Linked DNA regions of Mus musculus: region 2 is linked to region 1. A link is a contact called in public Hi-C data. All regions are on one chromosome and are shown on one strand. The core of a region is the stretch at or near the end of the contact, and the rest is flanking DNA. Distances in the headings are between cores, read along the strand shown. Region 1 overlaps Pard3 (par-3 family cell polarity regulator). Region 2 has its middle 200 kb from the start of Gm32590.

Region 1 (4,734 bases), core at 1,311-3,810:
TTTCTCAAATGGTACTGAGTTTCAAAGGCCAATCTTTCTGAGTTCAAGACCAGCCAGAGCTACCTACGAGGTATTATTTCAAAAAACAACACGACAAGCCACCCTCTACTTGCTCCTGAAGGCATGGTACCATTTGAAAGAACACACGGCCTCCAACTGTGCCTTCCTGTGGGAAGGAGGGAGACGGGTCTTTGGGAGAGATGTTTGTATTTCCACACCCACGAGTAATGTCCAACTTTCAAACTATGAGTTGATCATATGTGAAAAAAAAATCCACCTACATCTTTAAAACACCTTTAAGAGGTGATGGTGGACCAGAAGATGCCACAGCCACTGCGAGGTCACCCAGAGATACAGGAGATCATTTAAAAGTGAAAAAGTATCAGAGTGGAACCGGGGAGATGATTCAGTGGGCAAAGTGCATGAAGACTCTGGCTGTATTCTCTGAACCCACATGAAAGTCAAACTGTCCTGGTGGCTTGTTTGCAATTCCAGCACTCAGGAGGCTGACAGAGGATCCATGCATTGGACAGATTGGCCAACTAGACTAGTCAGATCCAACAGTTCTTGGTTAAGTGAGAGTATGCATCTGCCTGGGTAAAATAAAGTAAGTGTGTGTGTGTGTGTGTGTGTAGGAGTGTGCAAGAAAGGAAGACACAACATCAATCTCTGACTTCCATATACACGTGCACACATACCTACACAAATGCATTCATACTGCATGGTTTTAGACCCTGGACAAGGGACTAAGGTACAAGTTTTATCAAAGCAGACCTGGCCTCCAAGGTTCTCCTAGTGTCCCTCAGTCCCTACAGTCCCTACCTGGCATGCCCTGCCCCAGCCTTGAACTTTCCCACCCAGGGTCTAGGCTGACCTTCCCCAGAAGCGCTACTCTATATAATTCAGACATTTTGCGATTCATATTCTCTCTCTCTCTCTCTCTCTCTTCTTCCTCCTTCTCCTCCTCCTCTTCTCTCTCTGCACACAAGTCCTTTCTCTCTTTCCCCTCTCCCTATGGTGACTCCCCTGGCTTCAATCCTTAGAGCCAGTGAACTTGCCAGGGAGTAACTTCCCAGTACACCTGCCTTTAATACGATGCAATCTGGCTTGAATTGGCTCATTTCACTGGCAGCAGAGAAATAAACCTATCACTTACAGACATACATATATACATGCAACACACACACTAAAAGGGGAACAAATAACAAAATGTTATGGGTACTGGTATTTTAGCAGACGTTCAAGGTCATCGTCAGCTATACCGTGAGTTGGAAGTCAACCTGTGATACATGAAATCTCACCACAAACAACAGCAATACCAAGAGTGTGTCCGTATTAGCCCTACTCTGTCCATAAGTTGTACTGTATTCCACAGGGAAGAGGAAGGGCTTGCAAATAGCTTACATGTGTAATGGACACTTAGGAAACAAAAACAACAACAATTGGTGTGGGATCATTTTTACATCGGAATCAATTCAATTAACACTTCTGTGGAATATCATAATGAACAGTATTTCCTTTCTATCAGAAAATAACTCCAAGGGAAGAAAGATGGCTCTGCAGTGAAAAGCTCTGGATGCCCTCCTGGATGACCTGGTTTCAATTCCCAGATCCACATGACAGCTAAGGAGGGACTCCAGTTCCAGGGACTCTGCTGCCCTCTTCTGGCCTAGTTGAGCACTGCATGCAAATGGCACATAAACTTTGTGCAAGGAAAACATCCAAACACATTAAATAAAGTTAAATAACTTTTTTTTAATTAGAAAATAATTTAAGGGTCTGGAGAAATGGCTCAGTGATTAATAGTGCTCACTCATAACCACCTGGAACTCCATTCCCAGTGATATAATCCCCTCTTCTGACCCCTGCATGCATCTACCCACACACATGTGGCAGATGCATAGGCAGACAGGAAAGAATTTCAAAATCACAACATGGTTTTCATATCAAATATCTATATGAATTAGAAGTGTTTCTTGGGGAGGGGTGGGTGTTGACTAAATAAAATGATCACAAGAGTCTAAATCTTATGCCAAGCATATTGATGGTGTGCTAGAATTTATAGTATATGCAATTTCTGTAAACGGACACAAAATCATACTGTCCCTCTAGTGAGGAAAAAAGCAAACAAATGCCTATACAGGTGAAACTTTCCCAGCTCGCAGCCATAGATGATAGAACAATACATTTACAGTCTAGCGAGAATGAAGAAACCCCTGGATCTAAAGAAAAAAAGCTCTCAGAAAAATCACAATGTTTTCACTACAGAGTGCTTACTGTTAGGCCCAATTCTAATGTCCACAAATTATCCAACACAATCAAATATTTTGTTCAAATACCATTTGCAAAGGAAGCAGGGAATTTACTTAGTTGTAGACATGAAGAATAATTTAATGTTTCCTTGAGAACAAAATTGACAGGTGTCTTGGACTTACATCAACATTTTTGGATTTTTCCTCCCACCCCCCCCCCATGTCCTTTTAAGAACCTCACTTAACTGGGTCACAGCAGCTCAGCAAAGCTCAGACAGACTCCTGGGCTCTCCCAGGATTAAACAGGACCAGCTCTCAATCAGCAGAGCTCATTAGGACACACAGAGATCGGCAGGGGCAGCTGATGGTGCAAGCTGCTTAGCTCTCACATCCGAGTTCAATTAGGAGGCTGTCCCCAAGGAAGCGCACAGGCCAACACTTAGATAAGAAAGGCAGTGTCCTCCATCACTTTCAAAGCAGGACCACGGCTTCACACAGACAGACTTTCCGTCTCTCTTCAGCCCTCAGGCCTTTCCTCTGTAACATGTCTTCAGTCTTCCCTGTCACAGGCAGGTGCTATATAACAAGCAGTGTTGTCAAGAAGTATCAATTGTATAACCGCACAAATCTCGAATAAAATTTATATGTATGTGATGGCTATTCTTAGTTGTCAGCTTCACTACCTCTGGATGCTATGGATAGGTAAAGCATGGTGACTGTCTGGGCTGTGTCTACGTGGACACTGGGAGAAGCCACGGCAAACTCACTTTGGTAACGTGGCCAAGAGGAGGGTGGTGGGCAGAAACACAGATGTCATCCTGAGGGGAAGGATCTGTCAAGGGACAAAAGAGGAACCAAGCCTCTGTACTCTAAGGGGCAGAGCCTGCGTGAGGAAGGCTTGTGGGGGGAGGGGGGCTCCAGTTGAACAAACACCCACTGAAGGAATGACTGGAGCAAAGAGATTTGCAAGGGAGAAACCACATGACTGACAAGGCAAGCAGGAGGGAAGTGAAGACCTTGGCACGCCAAAGGCCATTGTTTCTTTAGAGGAACAGGGGCAGAGTGAGCACCCACAGGCAAATCAAGACATCTAAGGGGGATGACAGTGCCATCACACCATACTTCTGTCTAGGTAAAAGTTAAAGCACAAAGGGCCAGTTAATGAGTTTCTTCTTTGAACCGAGAGCATTGGACAGGACAAGAAACATGTTTACCAGAGGGCTCAACTAATGAATATCAACATTACAGTTTCATTTCTCAACTTGGAAATTGTAACTCTTGAAGAAAACAAGCATGTGTGTGTGTGTGTTTTGGGGCTGCTCCATCACCCAGCATTGTAAAGACTAAATCATCAAAATTAGGAACTAGTATGTGCTTAGCTTAGAGAAGATAAAAAATACTGCCCCGTATGAAAAGAAATTCAAATGTCCCAGCCCACCAATCTCTTCAGCTGGATGTAGTAAAAATAACCACACTTCTCTCCAGTAGTTTAATCTCTACATAGTTTCTCAGCTACTTAAAAAGTCTGACTTAGCTTGTGCTGGAGAGACTACTGGGTTGGTAGAGTACCTTGGAAACACTCACAAGGGTCTCACCTGAGACCTGAACATCAGAAAAAGCAAAGGGGAAAAAGGCCCCTCATCAATACAGAACCATCACAGAAATATCACAGGCCACACAGGTGGCCAAAACCAAAACCAGCGAATGAATTGCTCGAACACTTAAAAGCAACATTTTCAGGACTGCTCCAAAACCAAGTTGATCGTGATAGGAAAAACCTACAAAGGAACTGATTAAACAAAAACAACCACCACCAAAAAACTGTCTCTATCCAAACTAAACTAAACTAAATAAATAAATGTCTTTTAAACGGTTCCTATTCTCCAGGCAGGGTATCAGAAATAGGTTTTGAGAAGAATATACTATAAGATAGAAATGCTGATGTAATTTTCTGACTAGTATTCCTAAAGTGGACAGTAGTTCTACCTCTCCTAAGACACAAAAATAAACAGCAAATGTTAAGAAGAGTGAGAAGCAGAGGTATGAACAGTGCACTGCACATCAGAGACAGACACATCTTTCCCCATCATCTGAGCACAATGCTCCAACAAAGGGCTTTAAGGCCGACCGCAATGAGCACAGGAAAAGGCACCTGAAGGTCAAGGATTTATAAAATAATGTGTCTTTATCCAGCCAGGCTGACTGTAACAGTGTATTCACGGGCAAGAAAAGCAGTGAACACTAAGATTCCACAAATGTCACTCCATATACCACCTGACTGGTTTTTTTGCTCAGAATTTCTGACTCACCTCCTGTCTCCCTGCAGGCTTTCAGCTCCATCAATCAAAGAAGCAGCAGAAGGTAGTAATCACAGCCAGCAAAAAGGACAAAACAGGCTGAGGGATGTGGCTCAGTAGGTACAGTGCTTACCTGGTAAACACAAAGTTCTGAGTGCTGTCCTCTAGACTGCATTATGTTGGGT
Region 2 (4,734 bases), core at 1,289-3,788, 670 kb before region 1:
ACTACGAGTTTCCATCTGTCTGAAACATCTCCACTATTACACTAAAGTGACTTCTATAGTTCATTTCCTCCAAAGAAATTCTCAAAGGCAAGAACTCTACGTGGTGTCTCACAGAACAGGTAGATAAACATTACTAGAAAACATACAGCTTTAATGTGTTTTCTTTGGCTTACACAAAGTTAACCAACGAAGATAAAGAGAAACTAATCATTCATTGAAGAGAGTGAGAGCTATGTCGTTCAACAGAAAGAACGGGAGTTAAATCATTGATGAGGGTGGAAAGCTAGTTATTGGATGAATAAAGAGGGAGGCTAACCATATAATGAAATGAGAGGGAGGATAATCATTCAGTGAAGCGAAGGGGAGGCTAACCATCAGTGAAGGGAGAAGGGAGCTAATCACTTGGGGGAGAATAACTGTTTAATGAAGATAGAAGGAGGATAATCACTCAATGAAGTAAATGAGAGGTTAGCCATTCATTAAAGAGAGTAGGAAGTTAACCACTCAATGGAGAGAGAGGAGACAACCATTAACTACAGAGAGAGTCTAACTATTCAATGATGAGAAGGAGAGGCCAACCAGTCAATGAAGAGAAGAAAAATAACCATTGAGTGAAGAAAGAGGGATGTTAACCATTCAGTGAAGGAATGGGAGGCTAACTATTCAATGAAGACTAAGAGAAAGGCTAAGCATTCAATGAAAAGAGGGGGAAGTAACCATTCAACTAACAGAGAGGATTTGTAACCAGTCAATAGAGAGGGAGAGCTCAACCAATCAATGAGAAAGAGGGGAGGCCAACCAATCAAAGTAAGGGGGTTGGTGGGGGGGGGAGCCAATCAATGAATAGAGAGGAAGGCCAAGAATCCAATGAAGAAAAGGGAAAGCTAACCATTAAATGAAAAGAGAATAAAACTACCATTTAATGAAGAGAGGGAGACTACCTGTGATGATATAGACAGGCCTATTATTCGTTCAGTGAAGAAATTGGGAAGCTACCCGTTCATTGAAAATAGGAAAATTAAGTGTTCTATTTTAATCGTTAGATTCTAACCATTAGATTTTAAGTTAGTTACAAGGCACTGGGGGTGTGGCTCAGTAGAAGAGTTCATGCTTAGTGCTTGAGACACATGGAGTTCAGTCACTAGCAATCCCTTCCCACCTTTAAAACCAGTTGTTTTTCATATGCTTATGGGAATTTACATAAACTCATACAAATACATATTCTCTTGCTTCTAGTCTTCCTTTATTATTGTTCTGGCTTCTCACTGGGTCTCAATGGTCTAGATAATTCCATAGGTACAATATTAAAGTTTCCATAGTTCTTTTATTCTTATCCTCATTCTGTCTTTCTCTGTTTCCATTTAAAAATATTTACATATACAAAACAGACATGTAACACCCACAGAATATAGAACTTCATGCCAGCAGCAACAGAATTCATGCCTGAGAGAACCTCATGCAGGGCAATGATCATCACTTAACAGATACACATCATGTAGTCTTTATGTAAGGCATGCCATAATTTCCTTATTGCAGAACTTGATGGTCTTAGGCCCATCTGAAATCTCTAAACCAGTAGGAATACAGCAGTATGAAAGGCTCAGCCTTGCACTAGAAAGATTTTAGGAGTGATCAATATCATCTGTAAGCAGTAGAATTTGAGAAAAAGAAATTATCCTGAAGTGAGTGAGCCTCCCCAGTCTCTAAGAAGAGTCCTCAGAGAACAAATTCTCCCTAAGACTATGGTGACAGTTATTGTCTGCATTCTGTCAATTTACCCTAAAAATCAGAGACCTGCCTGTCTCCATGTCAACAAACAACAGTACACATATGTACACATATATGTGTCTTTACTGTTCATTTCCTCTGGCAGACTCAGACCCTGGTGTCCCACTGTCCCCTATAGCAGTGGTGAAGGGAATGGAACAAACTCCAGGAATTCAGGAAGTCTGGACTTTCCTGTCACCTGTGTCTACTTATTAGAGTTGTCATCAGCAATGTGTTTGGCCTGGCCATTTCCCACAGGTCATTCCTGCTTTAAGATTCTCAGGCCCAGAAAACCGATCCCAGGGCCTTCCCTTCCAGACCATTGTTCATGCCCTCTCATTAGAATCTAATAGCTGGAGTGAGCATCACAGATTATATTATCCAAGTTTATTGTTTATATTTTAAGTGCAAATAAAAATTCTCAGTTCATATTCCATTTCTTCTTCCTAAACCAGGCATGTACATCTGTGGGATTTGGTGAGTATGTCAGCAGACTCTCACAGCCCTTGGAAAGCTCTGCCAAGAACAGCTTTAACAACACAAAACTGGGGTAGGGTGGGAGGGGCTGGGGAATTTGTCCAAAGCCTTGAAATGCTAGCAGAAAATTGATCAAAGCCAAGATGAGTTTCACCCAGCTCTTTTAACGAGCTGCTAATATCGTAGTGGCATTCTTGTCAGGATAATTTGTCACGCATGTCCCTGTGTGGGCTCAAGTCCTTTCATAGTCATCATCCCTAACTAGTGACACAGGCAACTTGTCTGAAACAAACCTCTGAGGATGGGGAAGGCAAGTGTGGGAGGTGAGGGTGAAGCTCAGCCAATGGCTGCTGACAGTCATCTGAGCCCCATCCACCCCCAGATCACACAAACACAACCTCCACCAGCTCTACCTTTGTTCAACACACTACAACATCACTTACATTTGTGTGATTGCCACAGTCATGCCCACTGCCTCAAAGACACTGCCTAGCAGAAAAAAATGTCACCTCTTGAAAAATAATATGTTGTCAACACCAGCTCCAGACCAATAAAACACCATGAAAAGTAGGATTCCTCATTAAAAGAGCAGAATGGTGACCCCTCAACCCGGGCAGAGTGCACTTGGGCACAGTGACAGCTTGTGACCCAAGAGGGCCTAGAGCCCCAGCACTAGCCACAGGCTGTGTGGTTCTCATTAGGAGTTCATCCATCACACCAGGACTCATTCAAGTGGCATTCAGACTATGCCATCTCCTGTCACTAGTGTGCTACAAAGGCCCCTTTCTTTCCCTCTACTTTTAACATAAGGATACCAACAAAACATCTGTTGAGGGTAAAGAAGACAAAAGATGAGACAGAATTCTAGGTGCTGTGGGCATCAAAGATAGAGACAATGGCCATGCCCTGGACTAAGTTAACACTAGGTCTCTTCTGTGTGAGCTACCCAGCCTGAGGAGAGCAAGCATAACCAATTTATATACTATATTATGACTATATACTATACATTATGAAGAAGTTTTACTGGGTTTTAAAGAAATACTCAGTTATTGGGGCTGGTGGTTGGCTCAGTTGCTAAAGTATTTCCTTCATAAGCATAAATGACTGAGTTCAATTCCCAGAACCCACAGAAAAACAAAGACATGTATGGCATGTGCACTTTTAATCCCACTCTATTTCTCTGGGGCTCACTGGTCAGCCTGCCTGGCCTACTTTGGTGATCTCCAAGTCAAAAGGAGACCATGTCTCAGCCCCTAAACAGTAGCAGACAAGGCTAACCTCTGGCCTTCAAATCACCCACACACAGGAACAAGCACCCACAGATACATACATAAGCACACAAATACAGCTTGAAATTTGGAATTATTTTAGGTACAGTGAATGTACTGCCGCAAGCAATACTCATTATGCTCATCTGGGAGATAGAGGCAGAAATAATACAAACCCAATGCTATTCTTGACTACACAGCTGGTTTTAGGCTAGTGTAGACTACCAGAGTCCCTGTCTTTAATGGTAAATGCTTTCACTTGAATATAAACACCTCCAATGGAGCCACAACAGCAGAGCCAATTATGAGTAGCAGGAGAGAAGCAAGAGCCCTTATCATGGCTGAGGTGCATTCTGGGGGTAGTGTCAGGCAGAGCATGTCTTCCCAGTGTTACTTTCCAGAGCAGCTCCATCTTAATTATTTAGACAACGTGCCTGATGGACTCCAGAGACAGAAAGCAGAGCATCCTGTGCTGTGGTCCTCCCATGTCCTCCATTAGGAATGTCTGCTTATCAACCTGCTGTCCCTTCTGCTACTCTTTTGCTTTCTCCTAGTTCCAGCAAGAAAGTTTGCTGTCTGAGAGTTTGCAGCGTCAAAGATCTGTGTATCCCCCACGGTGTACTGAGCAGCAGAGAAAGCAAGTTGAAATTAAGATGGCAAAAAACAAACTGGGAAGCAGAAACTGTCCTCATAGCCTCTCCTGGCTGTGATCCAGAGGTGCCCATTTTGCATATTTTCACAGTAAATTCCCTGAAGTGTACTCTAGCACCACTGGCTTTGTTAGGAAATGACCCCATTTTTCCTTTGAGTTCCGGAGAAGAGAGCCTGAAATGACCCAAGGGAGAATATAACGGTCCCAGGAAGAACATTCAGAGGAATGAGGTTGCTCTGAGCTTAGTTAAATTTCATCTCTTTCATAAAAATTTCGCATTACCTATTACTACCTGAGAATGCCTTTCCAGTTCTCTGAATTCCTCAGACCCTTACCATATATTGCCTGTTCTGATTTTGAACACATATCCCTTCACAGCTGCTGCATGTTTAAGCATCTGCTTCTTCTGCTAAAGGTTCACCTTTATATAATGTGGTTAATGGCCTGCAGTTCTTATACTTTTGGGGACACTGCAGAGCACCCAGAATATTGGGTACAGAACAAGCCAGAAACCCATAGATATTGGTTTAATTATCCTAAGGGAACAAATGATCCAATTATTATCCTCAA

The links. Hi-C and Micro-C count contacts between places; a contact is called where the count stands out from the background.
Region 2: a Hi-C map of the N1E-115 cell line shows a contact between it and region 1, with 3 times the contacts expected there. The contact joins two enhancer-like sites. A contact is called at or near these places in 3 of 484 Hi-C or Micro-C datasets (the N1E-115 cell line, bone marrow-derived macrophages and gonadal supporting cells), 1 of 115 datasets of contacts at active chromatin or transcription factors (embryonic stem cells) and 1 of 9 other capture datasets (embryonic stem cells).

Annotation. Positions count from the first base shown.
Region 1 is chr8:127,328,862-127,333,595 of GRCm38.p6, reverse strand. All of the region lies in intron 5 of Pard3 (par-3 family cell polarity regulator), which reads right to left. Among named protein-coding and RNA genes, the nearest start is that of Gm9909, 120 kb to the left of the region's middle. Within about 2 kb of position 2,560, at least 39 of the 459 cell types and tissues checked have an H3K27ac peak or open chromatin away from gene starts, as enhancers often do. A contact at or near this core is called in the N1E-115 cell line, where this site is marked.
Region 2 is chr8:128,001,770-128,006,503 of GRCm38.p6, reverse strand. No RefSeq gene overlaps it. Among named protein-coding and RNA genes, the nearest start is that of Gm32590, 200 kb to the right of the region's middle. Within about 2 kb of position 2,538, at least 27 of the 459 cell types and tissues checked have an H3K27ac peak or open chromatin away from gene starts, as enhancers often do. A contact at or near this core is called in the N1E-115 cell line, where this site is marked.